Linked DNA regions of Sus scrofa: all the other regions are linked to region 2. The links are chromatin contacts, called in public Hi-C and HiChIP or PLAC-seq maps. All regions are on one chromosome and are shown on one strand. The core of a region is the stretch at or near the end of the contact, and the rest is flanking DNA. Distances in the headings are between cores, read along the strand shown.

Evidence for each region. Hi-C and Micro-C count contacts between places; a contact is called where the count stands out from the background. HiChIP or PLAC-seq counts read pairs in DNA pulled down with a chosen protein or histone mark.
Region 1: a Hi-C map of skeletal muscle shows a contact between it and region 2, with 9 times the contacts expected there. The contact joins the promoter of BRK1 here to the promoter of TADA3 in region 2. A contact is called at or near these places in 1 of 5 promoter capture datasets (liver), 6 of 47 Hi-C or Micro-C datasets (embryonic fibroblasts, fibroblasts, heart right ventricle and 2 more) and 2 of 2 datasets of contacts at active chromatin or transcription factors (alveolar macrophages and skeletal muscle).
Region 3: a contact with region 2 is called in an H3K27ac HiChIP or PLAC-seq map of alveolar macrophages. The contact joins the promoter of MTMR14 here to the promoter of TADA3 in region 2. A contact is called at or near these places in 7 of 47 Hi-C or Micro-C datasets (blood, heart right ventricle, liver and 1 more) and 2 of 2 datasets of contacts at active chromatin or transcription factors (alveolar macrophages and skeletal muscle).

What each region holds. Positions count from the first base shown.
Region 1 is chr13:66,314,169-66,317,692 of Sscrofa11.1, reverse strand. It overlaps BRK1 (protein BRICK1), which reads right to left and starts at 2,255. Exons shown (of 3, transcript XM_003132361.5): 1 at 1,978-2,255. The coding sequence starts at 2,179.
Region 2 is chr13:66,078,131-66,081,562 of Sscrofa11.1, reverse strand. TADA3 (transcriptional adaptor 3) reads left to right here and starts at 1,591. Exons shown (of 10, transcript NM_001206536.1): 1 at 1,591-1,797; 2 at 1,920-1,977; 3 at 2,672-2,904. The coding sequence starts at 2,698. It overlaps ARPC4 (actin related protein 2/3 complex subunit 4), which reads right to left. Exons shown (of 7, transcript NM_001206535.1): 2 at 1,062-1,126. The coding sequence starts at 1,064.
Region 3 is chr13:65,946,121-65,949,770 of Sscrofa11.1, reverse strand. MTMR14 (myotubularin-related protein 14) reads right to left here and starts at 1,251. Exons shown (of 18, transcript XM_013981948.2): 1 at 945-1,251. The coding sequence starts at 1,100.

The DNA.
Region 1 (3,524 bases), core at 1,006-3,505, 240 kb before region 2:
TATGGAAGGCTAAGGGCTGAATCAGAGCTTCAGCTGCCGGCCTATACCACAGCAACAAGGGACCCGAGCTGCATCTAAGACCTACATCACAGCTCATTGCAACGCCAGATCCTTAAACCACTGAGCAAGGCCAGGAATCAGTGAGAGTCCTCATGGATACTAGTCAGGTTCATTACCACTGAGCCATGATGGGAACTCCCAGAGATCTATAATTTCTTAACTACCATTCCTATCACAACTTCTATAGCAAGTAATATGTATGAATATGTATCACTGGCATATAATTTATACTATTCTTACTGCTCACTAATACAACCTTTCCCCCAGTCCCTGAATGAGGACTCCACCATCCCAAAACATATCAAGATTATAGTTCTAGAGGTCCTGCAGTGGTGCAGTGGGTTAAGAATCCGACTGTAGTGGCTCTGGTCACTGCAGAGGTGTGGGTTCAATCTCCAGCCCAGGGCACTGGGTTAAAAGATCTGTTGTTGCTGCAGCTGTGGCTTGAATTCAATCCCTGGCCCAGAAATTTCCATATGCCATGGGTATGGCTATAAGAATTTTAAACATTTTTTAAAAAGGTTATAGTCCTACACATTTGTATGCAAGTATATATATTTATATATTTTATAAGCTTATTATAAATAAATAATGTGTATTTACATACAAATGTAAAAGACCATGTATATATTTGTCTTTTCAGGGCCAAACCCAAGGCATATGGAAGTTCCAAGGCTAGGGGTTGAATCGGAGCTGTAGCTGCTGGCCTACACCACAGCCAGAGGAATGCAGAATCCCAGCCACCTCTGCACCCTACACTACAGCTCCTGCAACACAGATCTTTAAATTACTGAGTGTGGCCAAGAATCAAACACAGGTCCTCATGGATACTAGTCAGGTTTGTTACTGCCGAGCAACAAGGGGAATTCCTATATGTAAATATATTAAATCAGAAACAATGTTCTGCTTTGCTCTGATGTCATTATTTCATCTTCAAAATAGAAATCACTTAATTGTAGGAAATGGTTCTTATTCTGTCTTCCCCACAGAGACTGAGAAAGAGCCTTGTACTCAGATCTAGTTTGTCTTGCTGATGCTTTTGGACAAATCTCTTGCTGTCACCTTTATACACTCCTTTGGACTTCTCTTAGCAAGAAAATAATTCCTTTTTAAGTCTTTTTAAATTTATCAGTTTCCCCTACTTAATCGCTTAATGTTGCTGAATTAGTGGGCCAGAAGCACAACTGGAAAAAGATCACTAGATGTCATCCCCACACCTTGTGATGACATAAAAAGTTTACCCAGTGCCCGGTTCTTTCAAAGTAACACTCGGAGAACAAGAGTCAGGAGTCTCTGCTGCAGGGTGTAGCACAAGGATAGGAAACAACGCGGAAGGAACTTTAAGACTGTCACGGACAGGTCATGCCAAGGAAAGATTTTGCTAGAAGCAGACAACACCCACTGTGGTCTAGATACTAGCGATGCAGAGATGTCCCTGGCCGGACGCGATGTGGGCCCTCCTCCGCTCTCATCTACCACTCTGCACAGCACACGCCGAGACAGGAAAGGACCGACAGGAGGGGCGACTAACAGGCTCGACGCTAAAGGGCTTCTGGACAGCGCTCTCTGAGCACCAAGTGACGACTGAAACGAAGCACAAAAGAAGGGAGACGCCTGAAGAGAAGGAAAGATTCAGGCGATGGATGGGGCTGTCTGACACGTCCGGGAAAGGAACGGACTTGTTACTGGATGCGGGGGGAAGGCAATGAAGCCGATGAGCTCAGCGTGGGGCAGGATAACCCCACAGGGAATGATCAGTGGAGGCCGGGGGTCAGAGCGAGAGGGGAAAAGTGCGGCCTGAAGGCGGAAGCAAACACCAGCAGGAGCCCACGGCTCCCAGAACCCGCGTCAAAGCTTCTCAGCGCCCTCCCTAGGCGGGCCCCCCTCCTCCCTGCCTCCCCCTGCTCGCCCGCTGACCAAACGAGTTGAGAAAGTCTGCGATTTTCTTGATGCTGCTGGTGATGACTTCAATGTACTCCCGGTTCGCCCAATCCTGGTGAATCTCCCGCTGCACGGGATCCTCTTGGCCTGCCATGGCTGCAGCTGAAGGAAGCGCGACTGCGCACGCGCCTCGACCCTCCAGGCCTCCAGTGCGCCGACGCAGCCAGCCCACGCCCATGCTCGGTTGGCCACAAATCCACAGGCTTCGTGATGCGCCTGCGCATTGTCAAGTCCCCGCCAGCGTCTTCGCTCTTCTCCCACACCCCGGAAAACGGTGGCCGCAAAACCGGCTTGGAGAATGGAGTGCGCACGCACTCAGAGCCCCCCCCGTCCCCCCTCAGTCACTGGCAGTTTTGGTCGTTAGGGGGCGCGTGAGCCCGCATCAACCCTAACTTCAGGCGCTCCAAACTGAGATCTCTGACCACAATAAGCTGGGCAATGCCAATTAAACCACAGAAAACACAAGTCATTTCAAAAATGCCTTTTAACAACACATGATGCCCACCTTGCATTTATCAAATGAACAAAAGGTTATTTTTTTAAACTATAATACTTAGAGATGAAGAGGCTGGCTGAAGGGAAATGGGAAAATTAGTAAATAGCTGGTCATACTGTAAGCTGGCAAGATCTATTCAGAAGGAAATTTAATAAAGTCATTGGTGGAGTTCCCGTTGTGGCTCAGCCGTAAGGAACATGACTAGTATCCATGACGTGGATTCCATCCCTGGCACTAGCTCAGTGGGTTAGATAGAGCTGCAGAGTCTTTGATCTGATGGCTGTGGTCCAGGCTGGCAGCTTACAGCTTTGATTCGACCCCTAGCCTGGGAAGTCCACATGCCTTGGGATGCGGCCCAAAAAAGACAAAAAAGAAGAGCTCATTGGAAAAGAGAAAACACTTTGAGCACAATGTTCTTAAAGGCATCATTCATTTAAAAAAACAAATCTCAACTGTTGGGGAATGGCTAAATATCAGTATAGTCACTTAGAGCAATATTATGAGGTCATTTAAATGTCAATTATGGCAACAGAACACACATGCTAAAGTGAAGAAGAAAACAAAATACAAAATTTTTTCTTTTCTTTTTTTTTGGTGGGGGAGCCCGCACCCCTGGCATATGGAGGTTTCCAGACTAGGGGGTCTAATCAGAGCTGTAGCTGCCAGCCTATGCCACAGCAATGCCAGATCAAAGCAGCGTCTGCAAACCTACACCACAGCTCACGGCAACAATGGATCCTTGACCCGGTGAGCAAGGCCAGGGATCTAACCCGAAACTTCATGGTTCCTAGTCGGATTCGTTTCTAATGTGCCACGATGGGAATTCCTTTTTCTTTTTCTTTTTTAACAATTTTAAAAAATATTTTGTCTTTATTTATTTAGTCTTTCTGCCATTTCTTGGGTCGCTCCCACGGCATATGGAGGTTCACGAGGCTAGCGGTCGAATCCGAGCTGTAGCTGCCAGCCTACGCCAGTGCCACAGCAACATGGGATCCGAGCGGCGTCTGCAACCTACACCACAGCTCAC
Region 2 (3,432 bases), core at 342-2,841:
ATATGCAGTGGATGTGGCCCTAAAAAGAAAAAAAAAAAAAAAAAATTCATAGAAGGCAAACCTAAAAAGGATAAATTTTATGTAGCCAGCCCTATGACACCTGCCCTTTCACGATGACGCATTCTGGTGTAATACCTCAACAAATCTGATGTTTAAGAAAAGCAAAAGGCATGGCTTCAATTAGAATATCCCAGGTTTCTAACTGAGGTTATGAAAACACAAAGCCAGAAGACAAACACAAGAGGACAAGCAAGTTTAGGGAAAGAGGAGTTACGGCCTGGAAGTCTAATTTCAAGGTGTCTTCAACACTTCCAGGTGAACCATGAAAGAGGGCTAGACCAGCAGATTTAGGAGTTACCAGAATGCAGACGGTCATGAAGACCTGTATGTTAAATAGGTAGCACCACCAGGGAGAGTGTAAAGAGGAAGCTAGTGAGTCTAAATTGCTATGAACAGCCAGTTATCAAATGAGAGGATTTCCAAGGAGGAAGGAATCAGCAGTATCAGAGCTTACATTCTATAGTAAGACTGATACGGTTGAGTTCCGACCAGGAAGCGGTCTGGGAGGTAGAAGCACAGCTGGGGCAACATGAAGACTGGGATAAGGAAGTTCCACAGAGAACGCTCTCCCTCAGAGAACCATGGGGTCAAGAGGGCAAGAGGGGGGTGCATATTTAGTGAAGGTCTGCACTGGTTGGGGAGGTGGCCCTATTACAAGCCTCAGCGGCCCTACTAAGGGCTACGGGGCCTACTACGTGCCTCCGACGTGCTACCATACCTAGGAGCACCCACTCCCAGCTTCCTCTCTGATTCAGTATCTCCCACCTGCTTCAAAACCCAGACTATGAAGCCGAAAGGCCTGCTTCTTAGGAGGGCGTCCCCCGCTCGCTCCTTTCTCACTTCGGCCCCCGCCCCTCCCTCCTCCCAACCTCATGGTGCCCCCGCACCCCCAGCACCCCACGGCTCAGCGCCTCTCCGCTGCAAAGCCGCATCTCCCCCAAACCCAGAGCCTGAGGACAGAACAGTGGGGGTCCCTGGCCCGGGTCCCGGCTCTCTCTCACCATCGCGGGCGCTGGCTGGGCCGGAAAGCGGAAGTACGGAAGTGGCCAGCCCCGCGACGCCTGCCCTTTCGCGAGAAGCGCAGCCGCAGTCTCCGCCCGGACGTCCGGACTGTACCATCTATGTCCCGAGCGGGGGAGGGAGAAGCTAAAAACACTTGGCACTTCGGAAGTTTTCCCGCTAGGACTGCCGTGGTAGTTTTAGATTCCTGAAGTTTGAAATCACTACTCAAGCTTCTCCCGTCATCGGTGAGGCTCTCGCTTGTGACTTTGGCCTTCTTGTCGTCTTTGCTGCCATCTTCCCTCACAGCCATGCAGTGGTGCAGCCCAGCCTCAGGTTGGGCACCATATTAGGACAAGGCGAGCCGGGGGAGCTCTTCGATCCTTCCGGTTCTGTGCCCCCATCCTTTCTCCGGGCCCCTCCTACCTGCAGCCCTCGGGGCTCAGCGGGACTAACTGCCAAGCGGAGAACCCGGCCGCCGAGCCCCGCCCCCAGGCGCCGGGCTGTTCCCGAGGGTACGCCCGAGGCTTATTCTCTCCACCCCACTAGCAGCGGGCTCACTCGCTGCCGGCAAACTCCCACCCTCGAAAGACCCAGGGGCTGGTCCTCGCGTCTTTCCGCCCCCGCGTGCACTGCTGGGGGCCAGCCCCTAGTCAGTTCCGGGGCGGTAGCTCTCACCGACCGGAACTCCCCGCCCCCACCCGCGGCCCGGGGGCAGTAGGAGGCGGCTAGGAGGAGGTAGAGGGGGCGGGGGCCGCGGTAGGGTGTCCGCGGTAAAGGTCTGGGACCCAGAAGGCGGGACACTGGGGCTATCCATGGGTGGGGCCAGTCATTAACCAGTCCCACTTTTTCTGTGCCAGGCACTGAACTGGGCTCTTGACGGGCATCATCTTTTAATCCTCAGATCATCCCAGGGAGGTAGGTACTATTACTATCCCCGTTTTATAGATTCAAACTTCTTATGGGGAAACAAGCTCAGGTGTCTTTTGTCCCATTTTACGGATAGAAAAACTGAGACTCGAGAGATAATTAACATGTTCAGGGCTATATAAATAGAGGCTGGTCAAGCCAGAGCTTGAATCCTGATGTATCTAGTTTAGCAGTTCACATTCCTTACTATCTGGGGCAAATAGGGAAAAGGTGGGGAGGGTGAAACTAGGAGAGGCTGGGAGGCACAAAGAACGTTAACGTAAGTATGGAATACTTGGAATTCTGGAGTTTAGCAGAACTCTGGAAGAGTGGAGCTGAAGGGAAGAGCATCAGAAGGACAGGCACAGTATAACTGTGGTTAGAGGCACAGACTTAAAACTACCTGAATTCAGATTGCGTGTTGATAAGCATGAACATGTACCCACTCTAACAGTCTCAGTTTTCTCATCCGTAAAATGGAGATCACCATGAGTCACGGGGTTATGTGAGGAATTTAATGAGAAGCCAGTAAAATGTCTGCATCTAGCTTGGTGCACAGTAGGTGCTTTACAAATAGGAACTGTGACTTCAGCCTTAGTAGGATACTGAAGCCTGGCTTTCTTCTTGAGGCTGTCTGAATAGAAGGAGCTCTTGGTCTTTTCTTGTGCCACTTGTCCCCCCATCAGTGGTCCGTTCTCTCCAGCTCCACAGGGTCCCCTATCCTGGGCCATGAGTGAGCTGAAGGACTGCCCCTTGCAGTTCCATGACTTCAAGTCTGTGGACCACCTGAAAGTCTGTCCCCGCTACACAGCAGTGTTGGCCCGCTCTGAGGATGATGGCATCGGTATTGAGGAGCTGGACACTCTGCAGCTGGAGCTTGAGACCTTGCTTTCCTCTGCCAGCCGACGCCTGCGGGTGCTCGAGGCTGAAACCCAGGTGATACCCCACAGAGGGACACCAGGGATGGACTGTGACAGGTTGTGGCATGGGTCACTGAGGTAGCTAGCCCTCTCTGCTGAGGCCTGAGGTATGGGAGCATAGTGGGGGGAAGAGAAACCCAAACTGGGCTTATGTGACGTGTAAAGTATGCAGGAGGAGTTCTGTCGTGGCTAAGTGGAAACGAAGCTGACTAGCATCTGTGAGGACGCAGGTTCAATCCCTGACCTCGCTCAGTGGGTTAAAGATCCGGTGTTGCCATGAGCTATGGTGTAGGTTGCAGACGAGGCTCAGATCTGGCATGGCTGTGGCATAGGCCAGAGGCTACAGCTCCGATTTGACCCCTAGCATGGGAACCTCCATATGCTACAGGTGTGGCCCTAAAAAAAAAAAATCAAAGTAGGAATGTGCATGATCCTCATAAATTTCAGGATTTCTAATCCACTAAGCATCTATTGACCCCCACTCCCCACAATGTTCTGGATCCTGTGCTCATCATTAGAGAGGTAGTGAGGACAATTTGGGCCT
Region 3 (3,650 bases), core at 2-2,501, 130 kb after region 2:
TAGACTCCTAGCCTGGGAACCTCCATATGCCACGGGTGCAGCCCTAGAAACGACAAAAAACAAACAAAAACCAACAAGCACCCCAGATGATGCTGAAGTGGGTAGTCCTCAGGCTAAGAGCTGAGAAATAGTCATCTGGACAGTGGAGGAAACTCATTGTTACTGAAGCCTTCCCTGGGTTACTCTAGAGACTAGCAGATGCCAACTGCTGTGTGTCCCATTATAGGTAACCCCTGGAGCCAAACCAGAGTTTCAAGACCCAGGATGAAAAAGAATCCCATTAGAAAACCTGATGCTAACCCCTCCAAAACCACGTGGGGAATGAAAGATGGCAGGGTCAGCAAGATTCCCTAGGATGGGAATGGCCTGATCAGACTGGAAGCCTTCCAGGTCTGGCCATAAGGAGACTGAAAAGAATCTCAAAGGCAGAAAAAAAAGAGGAACCAAGACTTGTTTTTCATAAAGGAACAGAGGAGTGTGGGCTCCCTTCATGCACAAAGGGAAAGGAAAGGGATGGTCCTAATTCTAAAGTCACTCTGAGACTGTATAAAGAATCAACACACTCCAGTTTAACTCTTGACTTCATTCTGCCCCACCCCTCCACGGAGCTGCAGAAATCCTCTAGATTTTTAATTCTAGACTTGGAGGCTTCTGTGCTAGTATCTTATGCAGGGGAACAACCCTCCTCAGCTCCTCCTCTCTAATCTCTGAATGGCCCCTCAGTTCGGATCCCTAGCCTCCAAATCCCTTGTCTCAAACCAAAACGTCGTCCTTCCTTGGCTCATTCTGATCCCAGCTCCTCCTTTTCGGTTTTTAAACCCGACCCTTGCTCTACAGGTCCAGATCCTGGCAATCTCCCTCTCTCCCTCCTTTCTCTGACCTGTCTCTCCTCAGTAGCTTCCCAAGCCAGGGACCCTCTGCTGCTCACCGTGCCTCCGACTCACCTTAGAGCCTCCCGTCCCGCTAAAATCCTTGGCCCGATACTGAGTCCGGGAGAACTCCTCCAGCAGCTCCCCGAGCCCCGGCTCCTGCGGCTGCGGGTTGCCCGAAGAAGCCGAAGACCCCGCCGAGGCAGCGGCGGCGGCCCGAGCGCCGGCCATGGCCCAGTCCCGTGTCCCCTTTAGCGCCAGAGGCCCCCTCACCACCGATCAGGACAGCCCATAGCAGCGGGAGGAACCTACTCCGGTCCGGAACCTCCCGAGCCGCCTCAGCCGCCGCCTTGCCTTTCCACTTCCGGCCCCGCCCCACCCTGCCGGATGTTTACTCCAGTTCTGGCCAATCGGAGCCCGAGATTAGCGCCCCGCCTCAAGATTATCGGCCCACCCCCTGACGCGGAGCTTTCCAAGTGGTCTCCAGGGAGCGGACCGCGGCCACTCGCAGAAACCTCGTGCTCCTCCCCACGGGGTTTCCCCCGGGGAAGCCGGACTAAACCATTGGGGCTGGGGGGGGGGAAATAGCGTGGTAACTGAGAGGAAGGAACCACCACGGGAAAGACTAGCGGAACAGTGGAATGAACCATTACAAGGAGAGGAGGAGGGAACTGTTGGAGGCAACTAATTAGTGTTGGCAACCCTAGTAAGTAAGAAAACAGCATTTTCTAAGGCACTTTGCTTTCACTGCTCCTCAAAATGTCCCTACGAATACAGTGCTGCAATGGCCAATCCATTTTATTGAAGAAGAAACGCGGGGGTTGGTGGGAATGACTGGCTTGAAATTATATGATGAAAAAGGCCCATATTACTGTTCTTTTTATCTAGTGCAATATTTCCAACACTCACGGAAAAGGAGAGAATAGTATAATGAACCCCCATGTATCCATTAGCTGGTTTCAACAATAATCAGCATATACCACCCTGTTGTTTAATCATCCTTTCCTCATCTAGTAGAATTATTTCAAAGCGCATCTCATTGTTTAACCTGAGAATACGTCAGTGATTTATCTCTAATAGATTAGTATTGTTAGAAAAATAATTAAGAAAGACAATTTAGGTGTTAAAGAAACTAATACTTCATGAAGCCTCCAGTGTTTGTCCTCAAGGGGCCAAAGAACTGCAAAATGGAGCTGGAGGCAGGAAACTTTTGTAGGATAAAGAATAAGGAAGTGAAAAATAAAAAATGATTAAAGAGCAAGGAAGTAAGTATAGAGCCTACAGTTGGCTTGGCGTTTGGGGATTGGCTGACTAGATATAGTATGTTACTGGTCAAGCAGAAGATTTACAAAAGTTATCTAAGTTTTGGTATGTTGCCATGGCAGCCTGGGCAGGAGTGGCACCATCTTTGGTCTAGAAATATATTTCAGCAGTTCCCCCTTTTATCATCCTATTGATCATCCAAGAAGTTTGGGGAAAAAAATCGGTATTCATTTTACTGTACAGCAGAAATGTTCACAACATTGTAAATCAACTATAATTCAATAAAACCTTTAAAAAAAGAAAAGAAATCAGTATTCAGTATTAACATGACCCTCAGTCACCACTGCCTCTTCTGATCTCAGTGTAGTATTCACAAAAAGTGATGTCAGGCTTGTATTCTTGGAGCTGGTTCCATTCTTTCTTTCACTTTTGTCATTGCACTTCAGAGAGAGACCATCTGTTGGCTGGTCAATGGCTGCCCATACACATTTAAAATTTTTGAGAGAACCCAGCTTATTAGGCTGACAATAATAATTACTAGCAACAAAACAACGTCCGTGATTTGGAGAGTACTCCTGAGCCAATGTCCCTATGTTTCAAATCAGCAAGAAAACTAGAGACATTCCCTTAAGCCAGTCAGTGTGTTCATGTATTTTGTGTAACTATTTACTAAAAGTATTTATCTACGGAACTTGTTCCAGAGAAATTGAGGCAGTGGAAATCAGGGAGAAGTTTTTGATTGGTAGAAAGAACTATAGGATCACCAGCATTAAAGCAAAGCCAACAGTTAATTTATCCTCCTTTGAAATGGGCAGAGATATGTGAACAGTTATCTTCCCAGGCCAGAGCAAGGCAAAAGATGGAGAAAAGAATCATAAAGACCTTCACAATGTAAGAATTGGGACAAGGATGGTCAGAGAAGGAAGGAGGAATGGAAGGAAATGTTCTTAACCTGATTTCTTGGGAGGAAGCGGTTGCACCTCAGTGTCCGCTACTTCTCTTTCTAGTCAATTTGATTTTGAGGTCCTTGTGTTTACATAGAACCAGACAGGTGGAGCCTTTTTCAAAATGTGTACCCAAGTTTTGACACCTTGTAATTTGGCAGTGGTGTTAGTGGTCAAGGGGCTCCTTTCTGGGAATCTCATTTTTGCAAAAGAATCAAATAAGACAATAATTGTCAGTAAATGACAAAAGATTTTAAAATGCTCACGGTTGGAGATCTGATGAGAATTCATTATGATCAAATTGACAAGGAAATTTGGTTATTTCTGTGACACCCAACATTTTAAAGATGTTAACTGGAATCATGACTGATGACATTACAATAAAACATATCAGATTTTTAGAACTTTTATATAGTTTCTGAAACACTTATGTTTGTTATAATATATCCATGGAAATGTAACCTAAAGTTAATCATCACTTTTTTTTTTTAGGGCCTCATCTGTGGCAAATGGGAGTTCCTAGGCTAGGGGTTGAATCAGAGCTGCAACTGCCGACCTACACTACAGCCATAGC